3 separate regions of the Mus musculus genome follow, and regions 1 and 2 are each linked to region 3. The links are chromatin contacts, called in public ChIA-PET and Hi-C maps. All regions are on one chromosome and are shown on one strand. Each heading gives the region's core, a stretch centred on a gene start, on an enhancer-like site or on the middle of the called end of the contact. The rest is flanking DNA. Distances are from core to core; before and after follow the strand shown. Region 1 overlaps Slc22a23 (solute carrier family 22, member 23). Region 2 overlaps Pxdc1 (PX domain containing 1). Region 3 overlaps Gm40908 (a long non-coding RNA gene).

Evidence for each region. Hi-C and Micro-C count contacts between places; a contact is called where the count stands out from the background. ChIA-PET counts read pairs in DNA pulled down with a chosen protein or histone mark.
Region 1: a contact with region 3 is called in a Hi-C map of liver, with 4 times the contacts expected there. The contact joins two enhancer-like sites. A contact is called at or near these places in 7 of 484 Hi-C or Micro-C datasets (liver and nephron progenitors) and 3 of 115 datasets of contacts at active chromatin or transcription factors (liver, pancreatic cancer cells and stem cell-derived neural progenitor cells).
Region 2: a contact with region 3 is called in an H3K27ac ChIA-PET map of liver, with 6 times the contacts expected there. The contact joins two enhancer-like sites. A contact is called at or near these places in 17 of 484 Hi-C or Micro-C datasets (cerebral cortex, cumulus cells, embryonic stem cells and 4 more), 6 of 115 datasets of contacts at active chromatin or transcription factors (astrocytes, bone marrow-derived dendritic cells, embryonic stem cells and 2 more) and 1 of 9 other capture datasets (embryonic stem cells).

The regions. Positions count from the first base shown.
Region 1 is chr13:34,289,144-34,292,883 of GRCm38.p6, reverse strand. The region is part of intron 3 of Slc22a23 (solute carrier family 22, member 23); the gene reads left to right. Among named protein-coding and RNA genes, the nearest start is that of Slc22a23, 54 kb to the left of the region's middle. RefSeq lists an enhancer at 2,391-3,740. Within about 2 kb of position 2,378, at least 31 of the 459 cell types and tissues checked have an H3K27ac peak or open chromatin away from gene starts, as enhancers often do. A contact at or near this core is called in liver, where this site is marked.
Region 2 is chr13:34,628,336-34,631,987 of GRCm38.p6, reverse strand. Pxdc1 (PX domain containing 1) reads left to right here. Exons shown (of 5, transcript NM_025831.3): 4 at 1,526-1,637; 5 at 3,100-3,652. The coding sequence ends at 3,217. Among named protein-coding and RNA genes, the nearest start is that of Pxdc1, 23 kb to the left of the region's middle. Within about 2 kb of position 2,082, at least 6 of the 459 cell types and tissues checked have an H3K27ac peak or open chromatin away from gene starts, as enhancers often do. A contact at or near this core is called in hepatocytes and liver, where this site is marked.
Region 3 is chr13:34,461,906-34,465,770 of GRCm38.p6, reverse strand. The region is part of intron 2 of Gm40908 (a long non-coding RNA gene); the gene reads left to right. Among named protein-coding and RNA genes, the nearest start is that of Gm40908, 18 kb to the left of the region's middle. Within about 2 kb of position 1,385, at least 40 of the 459 cell types and tissues checked have an H3K27ac peak or open chromatin away from gene starts, as enhancers often do. A contact at or near this core is called in hepatocytes and liver, where this site is marked.

The DNA of each region.
Region 1 (3,740 bases), core at 1,129-3,628, 170 kb after region 3:
CATATGCCTCATCTTAGAAGACAAAAACATGCAGTGACTGCCTAAATGTATAGATAGGTTAAAGTGCTTGGTTACTAGGGGCCTTTCAATTTGGTAAGGATCGATACATCTCAGAATCAGAGGAGGAAAGCAAAACCAGCAAATATTTTGGCCCTTTGGCATTTGAAATTATAAGGTTTAGCTGAATTCTCTGCAGAGTAAACAGCCTTATTAAATTGTATGGTTCCTTACTGGCCAAGTTTTGTCATGTTGGAATTCTAATGCTGCCTCTCTACTTTGAAACAAAACTGTCTTTACAGCAGAAGAATCCATAGATTGATCTAGAAATCGATAGATTTGAGCTGTGGCTTGAGTCCCTCAGATGACTGTGACCACAATAGATGACTTAAATTCTGTCAGCTTCTAGTCTCTTCCTCTGAAATTAGAGGGTGAATTTTCTAATGTGTTCAAAGCATAGGCCCATTCCTGAAATAAATGGTGGTGGTGTGTGGGGGGGGGGGGGAAGGTTAGGAAGAACAAAAACGCAGAGAAACCCTTCCAGTTTGAGTATTTCACAACCTTAGAATCCTAAATTCAACCACTAGCATTGGCAGAATTCCATCCTGCGGAGGTGGAGGTCACATGGAGTGGCTACAAAGGCCAGCTGAGACAAGGTGAAGTGACTGGGTGGGATTAATGGTTAACAGTTTGTCTTTCTGTGGTCTAAGCCCTTGCTTTCCTGTCAACAGCCTGGCCTCACCTGCCCCATCTGCATTTTCCTTCCTCACTGGACATTTACTGGTTTAGGAAAATCTTGGGATCCTGTTATACCCTCCAGGATTCCCTGTTCTCACCTGCAAAGACAGGACAGGACAGAACAGGACAGGGCAGGGCAGGACAGGACAGGGCAGGACACAGAGATGAGGCTGAAATTCCTAGAAAGAGTTTGGGATTATAAGAAAGTAATGTGGGACAAACTCTCAGACAACAACCCCTAGCCCCCACCCTAGAATGAAAGTAAAATAATGGAATAAATCAATCCCTTTGAAAACAAATAAAGAGTTCCAGGCTTCTTGAAAACATTCAAACATATACGGGGAAAGTGAGACCATACCTGGTTTGCCAAGTTTAACTGTTAATGAAATTAAATCATTCATTTGCCTGAGAAGAGAGGCATACACTTTAAATTATATAATGCCATAGAACTGCTCTGTTAATGACTCTTATTCAAATCACTGTGCCATGTCAGATTTGTTCTATTTCAAATAATTCTTTTTTTTGGCAACTCACGTAAAAGCTACTTCTTCCTTTATTCCTTCCTTGTTAAACATTTGAGGGCCAGGGAAATAGTAACTTGTCAATTTGGGTATATATTAAACCCTAGGCACCATTAGGCTCTGAGGTTGTATAGGCACACAATTTCCTGTCTCCCAGGACACTCAGAGTTTAAGAAGGGAAGATCAGGAATGTATTCTGATTGCACTAAGAGCATTAGCACCAGAAAGAAACTCGTGAGCTTTGGCTTTCGTGTTCATTATCTAATGAAGGTTCTTAAAGACCAGAGGAGCCTAGTGCCTTCTGGATACTGTGGATCATTAGAGTTTGGCTGGAGCCTACTGTGTTTTGGATACCGAAGGTCATTAGAACCTGTCTGGAGTCTGGATCATGACTAGCAAAACCTGAGAAGTAGTCTGGGGCACCACACAAAAATTCTGTCCTCCATGAACTTAGGATAGCAAGTCAATAAAGTAGCCCAAGCAAGAGAGGAAACCCTTTCAATGTTTGATTTAGAGGAATCACTCAGGTTGCAGATGTAAGCAGGCCAACATTGCAGGCCAAGCTAGGAACTGGGAGCCTGCTGCAGTATCTGTGTAAGGAAGAGGAGGTAAATCAAGGCCAGGGCTTGGGCAAGGTGGAATCTGAAGTCTGAGAAGAACACAGAAAGATGAGCACATATCTGCTTGTACCTGGATAGATGTGTGCATGGGTATGCATACATGCATATGTGTTTTCCCACAAAGTGTGAGAGATTCAAAATTTGATTCCAAGTCCTACTGAGTTTGGAGCTACTGACCACTCTTTCTCTTTTGGAGTGTGAGAAGAGAAGATGATGGCTTGTGTTTTAGGAAGGTGGTTCCCTAAGAGCATCTTCCAGGTTTGTTTTAGTAAGTGCTTCACAATTCAGAGTCTCAGCAACAAGGAATGTGGGTCCTCAGCATAAAGTAGGAGCTGAAGGCTGTGAACATAGTTGAGATCACCTAGGGACCAGAGTGTGGGGGAGTCATGGGTGCAGGTGAAGAACTGGTTGAGCAAGCCAGGAAGGAATGCCCTCAGAAGCTACTGGTGAGTCAGATAAGCTGGTAAACAGGGAGGCAAGGAAGGGGCAGCATGTTTTCCAATGATGCAAGACACGGAACAGTGTCCTTTGGATGAAGCAATAAATGCCTGGTATGTCAGGGGTAACTGTGGCAAAGGCAGCTTTAATTCAGTTTAGTGATTTAATGTGAAATACTTTAAGCATAGGGTGTAATTCCTGTCAGCCTCAGAATATTACCTTGTTCTTGTGTCGTATGTCTTGCTAAGTAGCTTACAATCCTTTTCAACTTTTGCAAAACATATATATATATATATATATCTCAAAAGTTTTACCACTTCAACCATTCTTAAGAGTCATAATTTATACTTAATGTGACTCATCCACATCTTTGTACAGAAGGATAATTTTTTATATTAACCATTGTTTGTTATTATTGGGTAGAAGAAAACTGGATTATAAGGTATGTCAATAATGACTTTTCCTTCAGGTCCCTAAAGCACATTCCTATGTGCTTCCTAGACATCTAGACACATAGCCCAGGTGCAGTTGTATTTTTGGTTGATGTTGTGTTGTCCACACTCAAAGGCAATGTATGACAAATCACCATGCTCATTACCTGCTTCTCTCCTACGTGCACCCAAGGATGCACACACATGCACGACTTCTTGTAAGCAGCTCATAAAGAGCTGGATCTAGCCATCATTTGGTCCCTAACCCAAGCCTACTGCTCTCTAGTTGTCTTGAATGAGTCAGTTTTCTCACCTCTGAGAACTCATGCAGATGGTGGAGAGGATGAAGGCAGTCATCAAGATGTGTTTGTCCTTAGCTAGTGTGTGTGCACCCAGTGACAAGACAGAGAGTGACACTATTCTGCTGAAGGCAGGATTCCTCCATGGAGACAACCAGCTGCTCCTCCTCTCCCAGGACCTGTGGGTGAGGGCTTCTTTGGCTCACAGCAGGCATGGGACTCTAGGTGAGAAAAGAGACTGGGCTAAGGGGAGTCCCCAGCTTAGCAGTGCAAAGCAGGCTCACTGAGGTGTGCAGAGAGAGAGAGAGAGAGAGAGAGAGAGAGAGAGAGAGAATGAATTTGCTTTGTAATTGCCCCTTTTAGCCCCCCAAGTTTGTGTGTGTGTGTGTGTGTGTGTGTGTGTGTGTGTAAGAGGTAAGAGTTCTAACACTTTAAAATCTAGAAACATTCTCCTGGGCCAGCATAATATCACTAATCATGAACCAACTTATAAAAGTACAGAAGAAAGCAGAAGTAGCTACTTTTAAGTTTCCATATATTCAAAGCAGCTCTACTTCATTCCCTAAATTATTGATCCTTAGTGTCGTAAATATTCCAGTCATCCATTTCCTCCATATTTATTTTATTTTATTTTATTTTATTTTATTTTATTTTATTTGTGATACTGGGGATTAGGGGTGGGGTGGGGTGGGGTGT
Region 2 (3,652 bases), core at 833-3,332, 170 kb before region 3:
AGCCCTTTCTCCTCCATCATTATAACAATGACTTAGATATCATTTACATTGCACCAGGTATTATAAGTGATCTAAAGATGACATAAAGCCTAGAGGGAGAATAAGTGGAGATTCTAGAAACACCGCCCCAGTCTGCATTAGATATTTAGACATCATGGGTTTTGATATTCAAAGAGGCTGTCTAACTAAATGGATGCTTGCTTGCCGTGACATTCTCCAATAACAAACTTAAAGGTTTCCCGTAGAGAAGAGTCCCAAGGCCACAAGGCTGCAGTGAAAGCTTCTAGCTTGGTGCCAGCCACCAATCCTCCCCGTCAGCTCTTTCAGCCACAGGAGAGCCCTTGTAAACTAACCGCCAGTGTAGACAAAGGAAGCTGCTTTTGTTTGTTGATTTTTCTAAAGTACCCACATCGGTGCTTACTGGGGGAAAATAGAAATATATATACAGTTTCATGATACAAAGTCAGTGAGCCACTCATTTAAAACACAATCTGATCTCATCCAATGCAATTCTTAGCACCACCCAGGATGCAGATTCTGTCAGCCCTGTCTCAGCCACAGGGTAGAGCTCAGAAAGGGCAGGGAAACGGTGTGATGTCACATGTCACAATGGTGGATAGAGCCTGCCTCAGACTTGTGCCCAGTCCTCCATCTACTTCCCTCCAGCCTCCACTGTAAACCCACAGGCAGGGCACACGTGGAGGTGCTCAGATACCAGAGGATCTTGTTTCAGGGAGAGATACACTGCTCCTGTGGTACTGGTGTCAGCATCTCCATCTTCCTGTCTGAACACTAGAAGGATTCTCTGGGTATCGGGAGAGAGAGCTGGAGACAGTGGGTGATGGGGGAGGGGGAGACTGATATAAACTTCAGCTCTAAAATTTTATTTTATAATTTCATACACATACACACACACACCCTTTCTTTACAAGTTCACCCTCCTATTCTCATGCCTTTTAATTTTATTTTTTTAATGATGCACTATATTTAGAATTGCTATTGTGACCATGGGTAGGAGGTTATTTATTGAACAAGGGCAACTTGACTGTGTCTACACTGTCGAGAAATGTTACTTGCCCTTTCATGGCCCCCATAGCTCCCCAGGAAAAGGTGGGACCTTATAAGCCCATCTTCTGTCCACGACAGACTGTCACTGGGCCCAGTCTTGTGCAGAAGACAGTGTTGCTGTGAGCTCTTGGGTACAGCCGCTATGTCAAGTCCAGAAGACGGCAATTCACAGTCCTCCTCCCCACCCTCCACCTCTTACATTCTTTCTGCCCCTTCTTCCACAATGTCCCCTGAACCTCAGAGGGGGTGATTGTAGATGTCCTGTGTAGACCTGAGCCTGTAGCAGTCACTACTCCTCAGCACTCTGATCAGTTATGAGTTTGCATTGGTAACTGTGCACCGCACAGGGAAACATCGCTTACCCAGGCTGAGAGCTGTCGATCGATGATAAATCCTGAAACTTTAACCTCAAACACTGACCTCTCCTGAGTACTTACCTCATGGCTTTGGTTTTCAGAAATCATGAGGTCCAATGGATTTTGTTTGGCAAACACAGAGACCATAGTCATTGACCACAGCATACCCAACGGGAAGGACCAGCTCCTGGATGCGGATTCCACAGAGCATTTGTGAGTGCACGTCCTCTAATGCGTTTTCCTACAAGGGGTCGAAAGCTGGTGGTATGTGCAATGCTCTACAGCAGTGGTTCCCAAGCTTGTCAGTTCTGCAACCCTTCAATACAGTTCTTCATGTTTAATACAGCTCCTCGTGACTCCAACCAGAATATTATTTTCATTGCTAATTCATAACTACAATTTTGCTACTATTATGTAGGATATCTGATATGCGACCCCTATGAAAGAATCATTTGACCTCCAAAGGGGTCGTGAGCCACAGGTTGAGAACAGCAGCAGGCCCTGCCAGTTTGGGTGTTTTAAATGTTCATGCCATCGTCTGGCGAGAGTTTGGTTAATTGATCTAGGGGAGGAAGAGTCACCCAATCACTAGATGTGAGGGGCATTCAGAAGTTGCAAAACTCCAGGAGATAGTTTGTGTTGGCTCTGAGGTGTAAAACACTGTACTCTGGTCCAGGATCCAGAATCCAGATGCTTCTAGACTTCCTGGACCGGGACTGGGACACATATGTTTGTCTCACAAGTTGATGGGTGACCAGTTAGAACCCTAGTCTGTGATGACTCAGGAGCTTTGACTACTGATGGCTGGACAGCCAAAGGCCACTCATTGTGGCCTGCATTCTACCCTCCTCTGCAATGGAACTTCTGGCTAGACTGTGCTGGAGAGTGCCTGCCAGTTGGGAGGTCTGGCTTTGTTGCTAGGTGTTCCTGGGGACAGAACGGGGTCCCTGGGTATGTTGTGGAGGCAAGCAGACCTAGGCCCTGTAGCAGCTGGTGATGTGAAAAGGTCTCCATCTGACTCCTCTACCATGACAGTCTCTGGCCAGCTCCATCTCACACAAAGCCGAAGGGCTTTCCTTCCCTTAACACTCATTCAGTGTGCACCAGCGTGCTATCCCTGCCAGCCAGAGGTCCCCAAGAAACCACAACTTTCATCCTTCAGAGCCCAAGTCATCCTGGGTCAAACTAGGCTTGGCCACTAGGTAGAGCCTGCCTCCAGGACCATAGGGAGGTAGAGCCTGCCTCCATGACCATAGGGAGCCTCCTGTAGTGTCCCTCCCTGGCTCCTTGCAAGCTCCTGGGACCACATCACCTATACCCGCCTGTCCACTGTTAATCTTTGAGCTGACACAGAACGGGAGCCAGAATATCACTGTGAATAAAGAAAGCATAAAGGCCCCACTACCTTACAGATGCAGAAAGTAATCGCCAAGTCAGCAAAGCTCAAAAGCGCTGCCTGGGCGGTACCACCCATTTAAACTAGTTTGTGTGTTCATGGTTCTTCCCACGTGTCTGCTGCGAGCCTGGAAAGGACCTTATCTCCTTAATGTCCCTTGTCCCCTTCCATAGAACCTGGAGCCCTCAGTATCTTGGCACTGCCCTGGCTGCCTCTTGTCCTCTCTTTCTTCTCGCTAGGGTCCCATACAGTGGCCTTCACCTCTGTCGTCTCTTTCAGGTTTGAGAATGGTGGTGAGTTCACCTCAGAGCTGGAAGATGGTGACGACCCAGAGGCTTATGTCACCAACTTGTCCTATTACCATTTGGTTCCGTTTGAGACGGACATTTTGGACTGAGCCTCTCCATCGGGCCTTCTCTGCCTCCAACCTCGACTGCATGTCCTCATGCTGTCTACTGTGCTCCTCCAAGGGCCAAAGCTACTGCTCAGCCTGGACCTCCTAGGGTCCTGAGGTTCAGCAGGCCTGGGTATTTAGAAAGCAGAGGCACACGGGATCCCGATGACCATAGGCAGCACCGAGGGGCCTTCTTCCTGCTCTCAGCCCCTCCAGCCCGCCTCTTCTGGGATGCCAGGCCATGCTTCTTCTTGTCTCACTGCCGACTTAGGGAACATTCCTCTTGGTCACATGGCCCTGACTCCCCACTTTTCTCTTGTGTGTCAAAGGCACACACAAAGTATTTCAAGAGGATTTTTGCTAAGTTACCAAGTTCTGGACCTCGTGGACGGGGGATATTAAGTGATTCAGGACCTCCCTAAGAAGGATGTGTGGCTC
Region 3 (3,865 bases), core at 136-2,635:
GTCACTGCCGTTATACAGCTCCAGGCTCCAAGAGAGACAGAGGGAAAGAAATTCAGACTACCAGGTGTCAGTTGGTTTTAATTTACATTTTTGGCCTGTAATTCCACCTTTAGCCTTCGCCCTCTTCTCGTGTTCGCCAAAACCACAGGAACATTTCTGCTCTATGTTCTGGCACCTAACCCTTATCTCTGACTTACAAAGACTCACCAGCAATTCTTCTCCAGAAAGACCTGAGACTCGGGGATATTCAGCAACAGCCTGTCCCAGACAGACAGATACACATACACACACACACACACACACACACACACACACACACACACAGAGGCATGAGCATACACATGTATGCACACACACACAAATACACACACACAAACACACACACACAAACACACACACACACGCACACCACAGCCTTTCCAAACCCCATACCTTGTGCTACCTGTTTCATTTGTCCCAGTACTTCTTGTTCCTGTTTCTTGTCTGCCTAACTCTTGGCTGAGGAGGGAGGCTCAACATTCTTTTTATTTATACATCACATGCCTAGAATTACACTTGCCAATAAATAAATAAATACATAAATACATAAATACATAAATAAATGTTGCTCATGATATTTACGCCATTAATTTCAGACACATCTACATTTTAAAAAAATAAAATGCTCAGATATTCGCATAGAGAAACCTCAATATCCAATTTTCTTATTTACAGCTTATCAAAAGGCTCTATTTAGGATGCAAAGAGAAGCAAAAGGAAGTGGGGAAGGCGGTCCTTCTAGAAGGACATTGAAGAGCTTCCCCTCTGTGCTAATGAAAAGTTGAGACTACTCTATGGGGCCAGCTCTCATTTTTCAAAGCAAAGATCTCCTTCCATGCTATCAAGGGCTTGAGACCCCCTTCTGACTTTTGGAGCTGCCCTAGAGCTCCAGTTGCCATGTATTAAACATCATTTGGTCTTCAAAAGTGACACAATGACATCTCTTGGGGCAAGACATCTAACATAGTTGGGGGATTTGTATGTATTGAATAGGACTGCTGCCTTGGGCATGGGTTCCTGGTCAGTAGTGCTTTCTCAGAGGCAACATGCCCACTGATGTAGTGGACAAACTGTCCTCAGAGAAGGGCCTTCCAAAACCCAGCCCTGGTGTCCATTTGTTAAAAACGAAATGATTCTGTGAAATAAGTCAGGCACATAAAGACAAGAATGTTCCCAGCTACATGTGGAATCTGACAGATGAACATCAAGAAAATAGAATGGGACAGCGGTGCGTAAGACTTGGTAAGGGTATTGGAAGGAAGGAAAGAGCATAGACACAAGGAGATCACCTGAGTGGAGGGTAAGGTCCAGCCCACTAGAACTCAGTTGCAACAGTGGTTGACAATAATTAACTTGAGTATTTCAAAACAACCGGCAGCCAGAGATGTGACTGAATGTGTAAGGGAGGTTCATGGCTAAGACTGATGATCAGAGTTCCAACCAAGGGTGGAGAGAGAGAGAGAGAGAGAGAGAAAGAGAGAGAGAGACAGAGACAGAGACAGGGACAAAGAGACAGAGAGACAGACAGAGACAGAGAGACAGAGAGACAGACAGAGACAGACAGAGGGGGAAAGATGGAGAGACAAGGAGAGATAGAGATGACTTTAATCACTTGTCCACTGACATTTTTTACTGTGCATTTTGTGAATGTGATAGAGATGGGAAGCTCTAGTGTATGTGTGGAGGTCAGAGGGTAAAGTGTAGGAGTCAGTTCTCTCCTTCCTCCCTGTGGGTCCTGGTGATCCACCTCAAGTCCTCGGGCTCCAGGCAGACACCTTTACCTGCTGGACTGTCTCACAGGATTTTGAGTGCTCCCAACACAAAGAAATAATGAAATGTCTGCAGTTGGAACAGTTATCTAAAACCCCATCTGTCTCATGTTCCCAATCATCTCCCAGCAAGCTGGGGAGTATGGCTGCCCTGTGTCCTGTGTCCTGCTCCCAAGTAGCTGTCAAGGGTTTTGATGGAACCTTTTAGAGCAGAGAGAAACATAGAGAAAACTCGTGTCTTTGTAATTTGCTCTCTCTCTCTCTCTCTCTCTCTCTCTCTCTCTCTCTCTCTCTCTCTCTCTCTCCCTCTCTCTCTCTCTCCTGTCTGCCAGAAAATCCTCTTTGCTTTCATGGCCAGAGGGCAGGGATCGAAAGAAAGACACCCAAGGCCTTGTTGCTGATGCTCCTTAAACCTTCTGCAATTGTTCTCCACCCAGGCTATTAGGGAGGTTGGATGCATGTGACTGAAGCTCCCAGCAACCTCATGAGTGGTCTGTTCTGTGGTCAAGGAGGTTACAAAAACATCACATCATGAATGCAGGGTTGTGACAAGGACTGCTTCCAAAGCTCCTGCTATCTCTGCTTTATCTAGACACAGGGAGGAGGGCTCTACCTTGAGAACAAGCAAATTCTTCCAGAAGGCATTACTCTGTGAGTGGCAGTCTTTTTCAGGCAGCTGGTAGACTTTCTGTGGCCCAGAACGGATCTTTGTGTTCTGAATTCTGGGGTGACCAGCTTCAACTCTTGGTCACAGACAGTGGGGGCCTCCCTGCCAGGCTGGCTGCTTATGCAGTTATTTAAAACAGAGCAGCTGCAATAGAGTCACCACTTGGAAACTGTCCAAATTCAGACCTAGCAGGTCAGAAACTCCAGCAAGTCCTGCAGGGGATTCTCATGCACACTAATGGCTGGGGAAACATACTGACATAGTCTGGCAACTAGAACAAAAACTGAGCTTGGAGGGTCGGGTACCTCCCACTCTACACTGTGCTGACTTCCTGATTACTAGCATTTGTGGATGGAGGGCTAGCCAGGGCAGGCCAAAGTCCCCAGGGAATGGTCAACACAGAGTATTGGACAAACACCAATGCTGCAGACTTGAGATGGGTCAAGGTAAGCCATGTGATAGAGATCAAAGGGCAATGACCCCTTGGGGACTGTGAGTAGAGCTGCAGAGCAACCTGAGCCACCTGTGGCTTGGGCAGGACACAGTGTCTCTGACACTGTTGGTCCTCAGCCAGGACAGATAGAAAAATGCCAGAATTTCATGGCAGACAAGCATGCCTGCATCTTTCTGTGTTTTCCTCATCTGGAAATGGAAAAGTCTCGCTGTGCCCTGTCCACTGCAGTGGTTTGTGGGAAGTAAGGGCAGAGGAGTGAAAGCTGCCAGAATTCCTCAAGTTGGAATAGCAGGTTGACAGCAGGGAGGCCATTTCAGCAGACATCTGTGTGCAGGGTAGTGGCGTCCATGACAGTTGCCATGCGATGAAACATACAGAGCCAAGAATGGCATGCTAGGACTGTGTTTGTTGCATAGCACGGTGCAGAGAGAACTGGCTGACTCAGCAAATACTGCATCTTAGGCTACAAGACACTGTCTGAAACAACATGACACTGACCAGACTGTTCTGGCACAGACCAGAGGAGCAAAGGACAAGGACAATCTAGAAGGCAGTGCCCAGTGGGAGTTGTTATAGCTCCACGACCTCGTGTGTGACAGGGTGACCCATTAGAGTGATAGCAACAAGATTCAGGTACAAGAAGGGAGTAGTTTAGGCTTCTCAAAATTCACATTCTCCTGCCTCAGCTCAAGAGAAAATAACAGAACAATCTAACAGGGCCTAGTGCTCCTCTTTCTCTCAGAATCCCCTGCGTTAAATTGGCTCCTATTCCTCAAGAATTCAGCTCAAGATGGGTGGGGGGATCAAAAGCCTAACGGTCAGATTCCAGGTTAGCCTAGCTTCAGCTATCAGTTTCCCTCATTCTTCCTGGTAATCAAGGCACTCATATGCCCTGTGTGACTGACAGAACTTAGGTCAAATGAGCATCCCTTTGGT